Linked DNA regions of Ovis aries: region 2 is linked to region 1. Evidence: chromatin contacts called from public Hi-C data. All regions are on one chromosome and are shown on one strand. Each heading gives the region's core, a stretch centred on a gene start, on an enhancer-like site or on the middle of the called end of the contact. The rest is flanking DNA. Distances are from core to core; before and after follow the strand shown. Region 1 has its middle 21 kb from the start of KALRN. Region 2 overlaps KALRN (kalirin RhoGEF kinase).

What was found. A called contact is a pair of places that touch in the nucleus more often than the background predicts.
Region 2: a contact with region 1 is called in a Hi-C map of liver, with 6 times the contacts expected there. The contact joins two enhancer-like sites. A contact is called at or near these places in 7 of 16 Hi-C or Micro-C datasets (hypothalamus, liver, mixed tissues and 3 more).

Annotation. Positions count from the first base shown.
Region 1 is chr1:189,263,520-189,269,589 of ARS-UI_Ramb_v3.0, forward strand. No RefSeq gene overlaps it. Among named protein-coding and RNA genes, the nearest start is that of KALRN, 21 kb to the right of the region's middle. Within about 2 kb of position 3,147, at least 5 of the 54 cell types and tissues checked have an H3K27ac peak or open chromatin away from gene starts, as enhancers often do. A contact at or near this core is called in liver, where this site is marked.
Region 2 is chr1:189,326,149-189,331,600 of ARS-UI_Ramb_v3.0, forward strand. All of the region lies in intron 1 of KALRN (kalirin RhoGEF kinase), which reads left to right. Among named protein-coding and RNA genes, the nearest start is that of KALRN, 42 kb to the left of the region's middle. Within about 2 kb of position 1,638, at least 1 of the 54 cell types and tissues checked has an H3K27ac peak or open chromatin away from gene starts, as enhancers often do. A contact at or near this core is called in liver, where this site is marked.

The sequences.
Region 1 (6,070 bases), core at 1,897-4,396:
AGCTCAGCATTCAGAAAACAAAGATCATGGCATCCGGTCCCATCACTTCATGGGAAATAGATGGGAAAACAGTGGAAACAGTGTCAGATTTTATTTTGGGGGGCTTCCAAATCACTGCAGATGGTGACTGCAGCTGTGAAATTAAAAGACGCTTACTTCTTGGAAGAAAAGTTATGACCAACCTAGATAGCATATTCAAAAGCAGAGACATTACTTTGCTGACTAAGGTCCATCTAGTCAAGGCTATGGTTTTTCCTGTGGTCATGTATGGATGTGAGAGTTGGACTGTGAAGAAGGCTGAGTGCTGAAGAATTGATGCTTTTGAACTGTGGTGTTGGAGAAGACTCTTGAGAGTCCCTTGGACTGCAAGGAGATCCAACCAGTCCATTCTGAAGGAGATCAGCCCTGGGATTTCTTTGGAAGGAATGATGCTAAAGCTGAAGCTCCAGTACTTTGGACACCTCATGCGAAGAGTTGACTCATTGGAAAAGACTCTGATGCTGGGAGGGATAGGGGGCAGGAAGAGAAGGGGATGACAGAGGATGAGATGGCTGGATGGCATCACTGACTCGATGGATGTGAGTCTGAGTGAACTCCGGGAGTTGGTGATGGACAGGGAGGCCTGGCGTGCTGCGATTCATGGGGTTGCAAAGAGTCAGACACGACTGAGCGACTGAACTGAACTGAATCATTATAAGACACAGCAATTAATTGTTTGGTCTTTGCAGTCTCCAGACTGCTTTCCCACACATTAATTCTCATAACAACCCCAAAGGTGGGTCATACGCATCCTTATTTAATAGGTGAGGAAACTAAAGTTCGGCGGTTTCCCCAGGACCACTTGGTAGTACATCTTTGCAGGAAAACTGCACTTTGAAGCAAGCAGCGCAAGCGAAGGACTCCTACTTTCTCTACAGTGTCTGAAGCTTGAGTAAAGATTCAGTTAATACAGCAGACGTTTCTAAGACTTTGGGGTTAGGGAAAAGCTCATTGGATCAGGCCAAGAAAGAGAAAGAGGAAAACACATCAATTTTCAGAGCATGATATATGGGTTTCCTCCACGTGGTCTGTGGGCTGGTTCCATCACAGCCCAGAAGTAGATAAGATCAGGGTTTTCAAAACAAACACTGGGTTTGGATTTTGGCTCAATCATTTACCAGCTGTGTGACTTTGGGTGAGTTACTTAACAATCTGAACCTAATTTTCTTATCTGTAAAACAGAATAATAATTCTCATGGGGCTCCTGTGAGGGTGAAATTAACTAATGTACCTAAAGTTCTTCACAGGGGAGGTATCTAGCATGTAGCAGAAATGATAAAAAAAAAAAAAGTTAACTATTATTAGTAGCATAGTAGCCATAACTTACATTTTAGCATGAATTAATATTTTAACAAAAAGAAAACATCATTTATGTTGTTAGCTTACTGAAAACAGAGCTGTTTCTAATGACTTCTGGCAGTAGATTTTAAAAAATTATTATTGTTTCATTTTGGTTTCATTTTGTGTAAAAATAGAACTGTGATAGGTCTTTGTGATTTTTTTCCTCTCTAACTGAATATCCCGTTGATACTCCCTAACACTCTGTCTCACCCCCTGAAAGAGAATAAATTGAGAACGAATGGAACCACAGCTCAGAAACCTGAGCACTTCCCATTTTGACTTTTCTTGGAATAATTTGATGAAAAGCCTGTGCTGTGGTTTTCAATGGCATCTTCTGTCCCTACCCATCTTCTGTCCCTACCCCTAAGCTCCTGAACATGATTTATATTTCCCTATTTTAAGCTAGTACAGATTTATGAGACTTTAAACACCGTAGTTGAAGTTATTGGAAGTTTAAAGGGATTAAGCAGATCCAGCGGCACCTGGAGATATAGAGGTGGTCGAAAAGATTTATCAGCATTTCTATGTTAAAAACTGCTTTTCAAGGACTGTCATAGCCTGGGTCTGAATCTATTTATTTGGGCAGAGGAGTGAATTTTTAGAATTTGTCTCAGATGGAAAAAAGTCCATCCCTCTATGGCTTCCAACTTTGTTTTGGAGGACTGTGCCTCTGCCCTTCTCTTCATCTTTCACATCCAGCTTGCTCCGTCTTCTCTGGGGTTTCCCTTCTCTCTGGTCCTGTCTTCTCTTAAGCGCTTGAACTCTTGGGATCCCTCTGTGTTCATGTATTCACAAGCTCAGCTCTGACCCATCAACCTAACAGTAGCTGGAGCGAGCTGACCCTCCAGGGCAGGGCTGTGGTGGATAATAGATGGCTGCGGGGGTGGGAATGCCTCATGCCACAGGGGTGACAGATCCCTGTGTTTACACCAGAGGGTGCAATGACTCCGTGGCTGAGAGGGACTGGCTGGAGCCTGAAGTTTCCAAATAAAATGCCCATTCAAGGCAAAGCAGGCACAATTCCCAGGCAGTTAGGTTTCGGAGAAGCCGTATTGAGCGACACTGAAAATAGGTTCAGGGCACAAAGTGGGCACGCACTCTTGGTCAAAGTCTACCAGTTCTGGGAAGAGCCAACATTTTTCTCATTGCCAGTAATTATTTTCATCAGCCTCTGCTTCTTGCCTCTCAGGTTTCCTCCAAGTCCTAGCTATGCGCACCCTGTCAAATCAGTGTGGGTGCTGGAAAGATGAACTCATTTTAACAGCCTGAACCAGACATCGCTGGGAAAGAAATCAGAGACGCTATTCCAAAGTCAAGTAAAAATAACTTTTGTTGAGTACCTACTCTCTGATTCCACTTACATGAAACCCTAGAAAGGACAAATCTAATCTATAGTGACAGGAAGAAAGTTGGTGGTTGCCTGAGGCCAAAGTAAGGGAAGTCTGATGGAGATGGGGCACGAGAGTATTGCGATGTTGGAAATGTGCTTTGTTTCAACTACGGTGACGGTTGCTCAGGTATATAACATTGTAAAAACTCATTAAAATGTGGACTTTTAGGGTGTAAATTATACCTTGATTTTTAAAAATGTATCTGCTGTGCATTCATACTCCTTGCCTCCTCTTTTAGCACAGACAATGGAAAGCTGAGAGTAAATCTTAGAATGCTCCCCCATCCATGGATGGTTGTTCAACCAGCCAAAGCTGTGTATTCATACAGGGCGTGGGGCTAATCCAAAGCAATAGATAAACACCTAATCAGCTATAACTGACTATGGAATGTTCTCTGTGCCTTTACCTTCCCTGAATACAACCTGACTGACAGAGGCAGGAGGGAGCAAGCAGCCAAGAAATGTGGTAGGCGAAGCCAGATTAAACAATTACCAGGGAGAGGAAACAAACGAGTGAATGACCACACAGATGATAAAGAATTTTTGACTTCGTAATATGAGCCGTGCATTGTATGAAAGTGTAAAGGGTTTGGTGAATTGAAGCAGATGCTCATTAGAAATCAAACCAACCACACCGAATGGTCTTGGCATCTGGATAACAGGAGGTCTTCACCAACTCCATCTTTTCCACATTTCTAATTAAATTTGTGATATTGCTTAGGTCAGGCACAGAGCCCTATTCATTTTGACATCCAAATATCCATTTTAAAGTTGGCCAGGATAACCCAAAGAATGATGTAACTAGATCGAGAATGGAATTAAGATTTAGGACACTGGATTTTTGTCCCTGCTGTGTGACCTTCTTTAAAAAATCACTTTATTTGCTCACTTATTTATTTATTCAATAAAATTCTTGAGTACCTACTACAAATCAGGCTGTTGGCAAGACCCTGGGGATACATGGCTCTAGGCTTTGCTTGCCTCATTTGTAAATGCTGTTCTGGGGTCCCTGCGGCGTCCTACCGCTGTACTGATGGATGGCATGGGCAGTGACGTGGTCAAGCTCTGAAAACCACGATGCTGTGCCTCAGAGATAAAACTGCCCAGGAGGAACAACAAAGGGAGGGGTCCCTAGCTTCTCTAGTCTGTATCTTTGCAGAAGGTAATTCTACGCCACTTAAAACATCTTTGCCATGAAAAGTTCCATGGAAATAAAATTAAGCATTTTAGTTTTGTTTGTCAAAAAAAAAAAATGCTCTTAAAACCCTCTAAGATAGTTTTTAAATTAATTCCTTACTGCTTCAAAGCACAAGCTCACATATAGTTACAAATGAAGTTCACATTTGATCTAGTGCAGGGAACTAGACCAAGGCTCTTGTCCAGTCTTTGTCCCTGATTTGCAGTGTTCCGAGTCCCACTGACCCACCCTCTCCCCAGGCAAAATTTAGGAGTAAACAGACAGAAAATTTCTCCTCTCGTCGAAGTCTTTCTCATACTTATCGTTAAGTGCACGAGATCTGTTCTCTTTCAGTGCATCAAACCAACTCTCAGAAAGGTCTGAGAGAGGGATTCAAATTATGCTCTGTGATAATATATGACACCGGGAAAGTTCCCTAACCTTTCTGTGCCTTGGATTCTTCATCTGGTAATGGGAATAACAATATCTACTTTGAGCTATGCAGTTTAAATAAGATAATGGGTATAAAAAGTACCTAGCACAGTGTCTAGCCAATCGTGTTTACTTGGTGTTTACTCAAGTCTAACCACTTGAGTGGTTTCTATTTCCAGATAGAAACTTCTGGAGTTTCTATCTTCAGAAATGAAGTCTGGAGATAGAAAAAGTCTACCATAGGCTAAGAAGTATTCCACCAGTTCTCAAAATGGAGGAACCAGGACCTTCAGCCTTTGTTGCATTGATAACTACCAAAGGACCTTCAGACCACTAAGCTCAGTAGAACATATTACAGCTGTCATTGGTATTTATGGGCTATTGTTTCCAGGACCTTCACAAACCCCCAAATATGGGAATGCTCAAATCCTGTATATAAAATGGTATAGTATCTGCATGTGACCTATGCACATCCTCCTGTATACTTTAAGCCGTCTCTATTTCTGGGGCTTCCTCGGTGGCTCAGCAGTGAAGAAGCCACCTGCATTGCAGTAGCCACAGAAGAAGGGGGTTGGATCCCTGGGTTGGGAAGATCCCCTGAAGGAGCGCATGGCAACCCCCTCCAGTATTCTTGCCTGGAGAATCCTATGGACAGAGGAGTCTGGCAGGCTACAGTCCATGGGGTCACAAATAGTTGGACACCTCAGAAATCACTTTGAATGCACATGCAGGCAGAGTATTTCTGATACCTAACAATGTAAATACGATGTAAATAGCTGTAAACACAATGTAAATGTGATGTAAGTAGTTCCCAGCATGTGGCAAACTCAAGTTGCTTTTTGGAATTTTTTTCTAAAATCTTTTCTGCATATTTTGGTCCACCATTGGTTGAATTCATGGATGCAGAAACCGCCAATAAGGAGGAGCTGCCGTATAAATAAATATTTCCTTGCAACGTGACTGAGGCTTTAAAAAAAAACACATTTCTTTTACGTAGAATATTGACACACCTTGTTATAGGGGTGTTTGTGAGATACTCCACTCTGCCTCCTTTTGTGTCGTGTAACCTTTTTAAAAAAATATTTCCTTAAAAAATGAAAAATAGACATTGTCCTTGAATTTCCTGTGGATATAGAGAGCCAGCTGTATCTGCCTGGGAGAAGAACTGACATTGTGAGAGAGAAAATAAGCCATCATATACCTTTGACCCAAGAGTGCCTTTCTCTTTAATCTGGTATCCAGCCATAGGAGGAATGCATATGGAACATTGATTGATAAAAAGTCACATTCCCCACTAGCTGCGACGGCCACATCAGCAATGCCACAATCAGATTACCTCCATACTTCCCCAGGGAAGGTTGACATCTCCCGGCCCTTTCCAAAGATGGCACTGTTCCACCCAATAGGTCAAAATCTGTGTCATGAAGATGGCTGAGAACCTGAAGATAGAGTCTGCCTGCTGATCCAAGAACAACAGACAGCTGGCTCAGGCTGTGATTAAAACCGGTTGGGACTCACAGCCGGCAGAACAATGACCACATTCATGGACTGAACTTCTGCTTACTCTCCTATTCCAAAGTCCTTCATCTTCCCTCCACATGGACAGCCAGCTGTGCGGAGAGATTTGTGGTGTTAGCACCTGGAAGTGTTGGAAGGACTTGATTCCTGTGTAATAAAATCTAACTTGAAAG
Region 2 (5,452 bases), core at 388-2,887, 61 kb after region 1:
GTCTCACCCAGGGTTGCCTGGCTTCAAACATGGACTCTTTTCATCGACATTGCCTTGCAACTCAAACCAAGAAGAAGAGAGCAGATGCCCATGCCACAGCCATGTAGGAAGGCAGGAGTCCCTCAACTGGCAAGGCGTCTCCTCTATTAGAATTTCCTGCTGGCACACCAGTCCTTGAACCAGATGGATTCTTCAAAGACCTCTTGATGATTTTGCCCAGCATAAGAAGTCAGTGATTTGTAGAATAAGACATATTTATGTCCCAGGCTCCAAGTTTCTTTCTTCTGAGAACTAAAGCTGAATGTTCTTCCATGGGCTGTCAAAACACCAGGGAAGGAAAAGAGGATGGCCAGGATAATCTGATGGAAGACTAGCTGTTTCTTTCTAAGTAGTTGGTATCAGTTTTCTAAATACAACCCGGGGACACGTTATACCTCCTTCTTCAAGTCCTTGTACAGACAGCAGCTCAGTGTACCCTCTTCCTGGTCTTGTTCTGTTCCAATCTGCTTCCTAAATCTGCTCTCTCTCACCAGTGCTTGAAAAGTGGTCTCTTCCTGTTAATGAAAGCAAATATCTTCAGCATCACTGAACAGGTCAATCAGTGCCATTGATGAGGTGCCTACTGATAATGAATTCTTGTTCTACTCACTAAAGAACCATGAAATCAAATAAAAGATGAGGATTCTGGCCTGGAGGAGTTTTGGCCCATAGAGATTCCATAGAGATAACAGTGAAGTCTCCTAGGAACCTGGAAATAATAGAAGTGAAGCTTCCTCTGAGGGTTAAATTAGGTCCGTCCATCCATCCATCCATCCTACATGGATGTGATCCATCCTCTACAGCTGTGAACCAGGAGATGTTCTGCAAACGTGTGAAAGAAGAGAAAAGACTCCATTATTATGAGCTGGGAGTAATCTCAGGGATGCTGGGCTGAAATGTGACTGTAATTTCATAATCCAAAGCCTAATTAATTGTACTGAGTGCAGCCTGGGGAAAGACTGTGTACAGAAGTTGCTGGTCAGCTGAGGCACTTCTGAAGGGCAGGTTATTAAAGAGGCAGAAGCTGGTAGTACCCATTCAGCCTCTGACTGCAAACAAGGGAGCTTTGGTTCTCTGGAAGGTCTAGCTCAAATCTTGGGGTATATACACCAGCCCATTGTGGTCCACTGCCCGTGGGCCATGAATTATTCTGCGGACTCTTCTAGCCTTGCTTTTATATGCCCTCTAAGCAACATTTGGGTGATGGTTTGGTTTCCCCAGTCCATCAGCCTCCGCCAACCATGCTGACCTGAGCTCTCGGGGTCCTGTAACAGCTGTATTTTGCTGTTGCTTTTGGTATCCTGTAAATGGAGGTTCTGGCTTACGCATCAGCATTGTGAGCTTGGTCAGTGAGACGTCACCAACAATAGATCTGCTCTCAAAGTGATGACAGAGTCTAGTGTCACAGTGCACCCCCTTTACCTCGACAGATTCATCAAAAACAGTTTTGTATGTTGACTCTCTGGGAAGCAGTTAGTGGCCGATTACTGGTAAAGCTAGGCTTGCTGCCAGTTTTCGTGCAGACTGTACCCAAGAACAGGCAGTGGTGACACTGGCACACAGAAGGGACTTCACAGCTTATGAAACGACACACAGACAGGTCTAAGCAAGCACTGCGCAAGAAGATGGTGAAGGGACAGCCGAGCCCTGAAGGGCTGTGGATCAGGGGCAGCTGTAATCAGTTACCTCTTGAAAAAGTCTTAAAAGCTACAGTTAGATTTGAGGAGAAAATCAAGAAAGGAATTACTTTGTTAGATCTAGAGGAAAGGAGACTTTGTTAGTACCAGCTGAATTTTGTTGAGTGTTTATTATGCACCAGCTGCTGTACCAAGCTCTAAACATGACCTAAAATGATCCCCAGAACTGCCCTTTGAAGTAGGCAAATGTTTTTTGCCGTCCATTTAACAAGTGAGGGTGTTGGGCTCTGTGTTTACTCACCTAGTGACTAGCAGCGCCAGCATTTGAACCTATGTATGTAGCCACTACATTACATAAGAACAAGTTTTAGCAGGTGACACAATCTAGAACTCTTTTTTTCCCCCTGCCTTCTCCAACAAAACACTGACTTCAAGCCCCAAAATGAAAGAGTAAGTTTTAAATTCCCATGATGCTAATGGTGAGTTGTTTTGCTTCTCGTTTTGAAGGAATGAATGGACTTGGATAAGCAGAGGTGGTGCTGAGAAAGTGGTACACAGCCTCTGACTATGTGGCAGCCACTCATGTTATAAGCAGTCGGAGAAGTGCGATAGGCAGATGTGGATCACAAGGAAGAGATGCTGAGCCCACCCAGGTTTGCATTTCTCTGGTTAGCTCCCAGCTGTAAGCCTGACCTAAGATGTATTAACATCTTAGAAATTAATTCAAGGGAGTAGGTCAATCCAGTCCTACTCTTGTTTGTTTTAGAATATTTGGTTCATAGCTTCAGAATGGTGTTTCTATGGATGTCTGCCTTTGGTTTATGAGTTTGAAGTTCTGTGTATTGAGTGGGCACTGCAGGTGAGGGAATAAGGGCCAGCCCATGGTGAACCTGACTGGCCAGAGTTTAACCAGATGTGGTGAACAGTCTCTCTGTTAGTCTATTCAGAATCATTTTCTGTGAGTTAAATCTGCAACTGTTCCTATTTTTCAAGCATATGCAGGTTTGGGGGCCCATATCCATAAGGTTCAGAGAATGGAGTCCAGAATTTGTCTTATCAAAGGAGAGGAGACTAAGGAATTGTCACGGGGCAGATAGATCCCATCACACTGAAACTCGGCCTTCTCTCTCACATCAACTCTTAGAACCCCAAAAGACCTTCCTATCATTTCTTTGGATCAGCAGTTCTTTTTCTTGCCTGGAAGAGTGTAGACCTGTGGAGTAGCTTTCCGATGCCTCCAACAGATTATTTATAAGAATATTATATAAGACCAGGTCTACTGTTCAGGCTTTAAGAACTCCACTTTTTTATTTCTTAATTTGAATGTGGTCAATTTTTTATTTTTTTGCTTGTTTCTGGTCTAAGTCAGCATACTGAAAAAGTGTTTCCCTGTCGCATCATTATTCAGTTAAAATAAATGTTTTTACTATAATCCCTTGCTAATAATTTCTTGGAAATTTATGGAAGTTACACCCACAGATTCTCTTTAATTCACATTAATGTTTACTCTAAAAAGTCTTACAAACATGCTTTGCTGTTATCAGCACTGTTCTGTTTTTTTCCTCCGATAGGTCATGCTTGCTTACACGCTTAGTAGTCCTGTTCACATATGTTTTGCTGGCTTTCCTGGTTTGAAAAATGAGAATTCTCCCTGGGTCTTTTCTTATGAATGGAGGCTACACGAGTACTCTGGCAGTTCTAGGGCACAAGTGACTTTGAAATAAGAGGTTACACATTTTGGTTAGCAGCTCTACAATTTCACCCTTGAATTCCTTCAGGACTGCCAGGTGGATGCCATATGGTCCTGGTGATTTACTTACACCTCGTTTGTCAGTCAGGTTCCTGAGCACTTAACTGCATTTTCAACCCTGACCTCAGCCCTGGCAATGGAGGAGGGCAAGTTGGGATGAACTTCCTTTCTTGAGGATACTTCTTGTACCAGGAGCAGCACCAACAGGTCCCCCGATTCTTCATCTCATTGTGTCTCTTTGGTGAAACAGACTAATCTCTGTGATTAGCTTTGACATTGGCATTCCTCAGTTTTATTTTTGGCTTGATTTAAGCTCCTGGGTCAGTTAGTTCCTGGCCTTTTCTCCTTCCGTGGCCTCTTTGAAATTTCTCTCTAGTCACACAGTGATGCTTTCCTCTTTGAGGTCTGCTATTGTGGTCCCCAGTCTCACCCCTTCTATCCTGGGAATTCTAATACTGTATTTTCAAAATATCCTGCAGGTATCTGTGGACTTGTGACTTTATAAGCTCCCCTCTTGAGTCTCCCCTTGCCAATGTGTGTGCATCTCTCTCTGGCATTTGGGGTTTAAGGTACCACTTGAGAAAGGCCTTGGAGGCAGGAGCAGGGTGAGCTGGGCAAGGGAGGCACTGTGCATTGTACTGAGAGGCCCTTTGGCAGTGCAGATGGAGAACTGAGCATGCTGTCCAGGTCAGGGCAAGCCCAGTTCCTGAGACTCATTCTCTGAGTCAGGATCTGTGCCCAGGGTGTACCAAAGCTTCCAGCCTTGGGACTGTACCCTCTCTCCTGCAGCATGGACTGTCTTCAGACTTCCCTTCCACACTCCAGCTCCCGAAGAGCCAGAGAAGTGATTGGCTAAAGCATTCTTGCCTGCATGCTTCCAATGATGAGGCCAGGATCTCTGCAGGACAGACTAGCAGAGAAGAAGCTAAAACTGCAGTAGGAGAAATTGATTTTGGACACAGGGGAGAATTTCTAAGGAGCTCAAGTGGGAGGCTCGAGGAGGTGGAACCTCTGAAAATATTGAGAATGTCTGTCTGTGTGAGCTGAGAGGCCAACCCAGCTGAAGCAAGGGCAGTGCGGGAAAGGACCTTGAGAAGATTCTAGGCTGAAGCTGCTGCTGGTCAGGATCTCCTCTACGCTCCAGCAGCAAGTGCCTGACCAGGGTTGTTAAGCTAATTGTTAAATTAGAGAGACTGGGGAAGTAAATTGCTTCCTGATGGGGTTTCTCTGACTATGTCCAAAGCTGATGTCATCTGTGAGTTCCTCCTGGTTGGGGGGGTGGGTATGGCGGGCAGGTCTGACACACGTTTTAATAAACCTTTTTCAGTTGCAGCAAGCCCCTGCCTCTCTGAGAGACCTGTATCCGCCATTGTGGGGAGTTCGCTGCCAACTTCTCTGTGCTCCTGTTTATTGCCCCAGTTCCTAAGCCTCACAACGATGGTGTTTTAGATCATCATCTTCTTAGGAATCGTGAACTCAAGTGCCCCAAGGAGCCAAACCATTAACCTGAGATTTTTGAAGCAGGCCTGTTGTAGATGATGAGTGGAGACTGTCAGGGAGCAGTTAGGGAGTGGCGGTGACTGTGGCAGACTGGAGAGGTGTCCCTTATCTCAGGGGAGCTGCAGCCGCTCAGCTCCAGCTGACTGATGCCATGTGGGAATGTGAGCTCCTTGTTGCCAGATCTTGTTTAAGAGAGGACTTAAATATGAATTTTCTTTGTGAAATAGCCTTGTTTTAAAATGTTGAAACTAATGCAACTTAAAGACTTTGTGTTAGTCAAACAAAGTCCATTAGCAGGATGAGTTCAGGCTGTGGGCCTCCAGTGTGCAATGTCTGATTGTGATCCAAACTGCTTATCTTATAGATGAGGAAACAGATCCAGGGAGGTTAAGCTTTTGGCCCAAGATTACAGGGAGCCAGGATTACTGCCTGGGGTGTGTAAGTCTCTCTAGCACTCCTCTGCTTCTTGGTGCTGATTTGGGGCCAGGCATTCTGTATGTTGGGGCAGGCTCGTTGGAGGAGACCA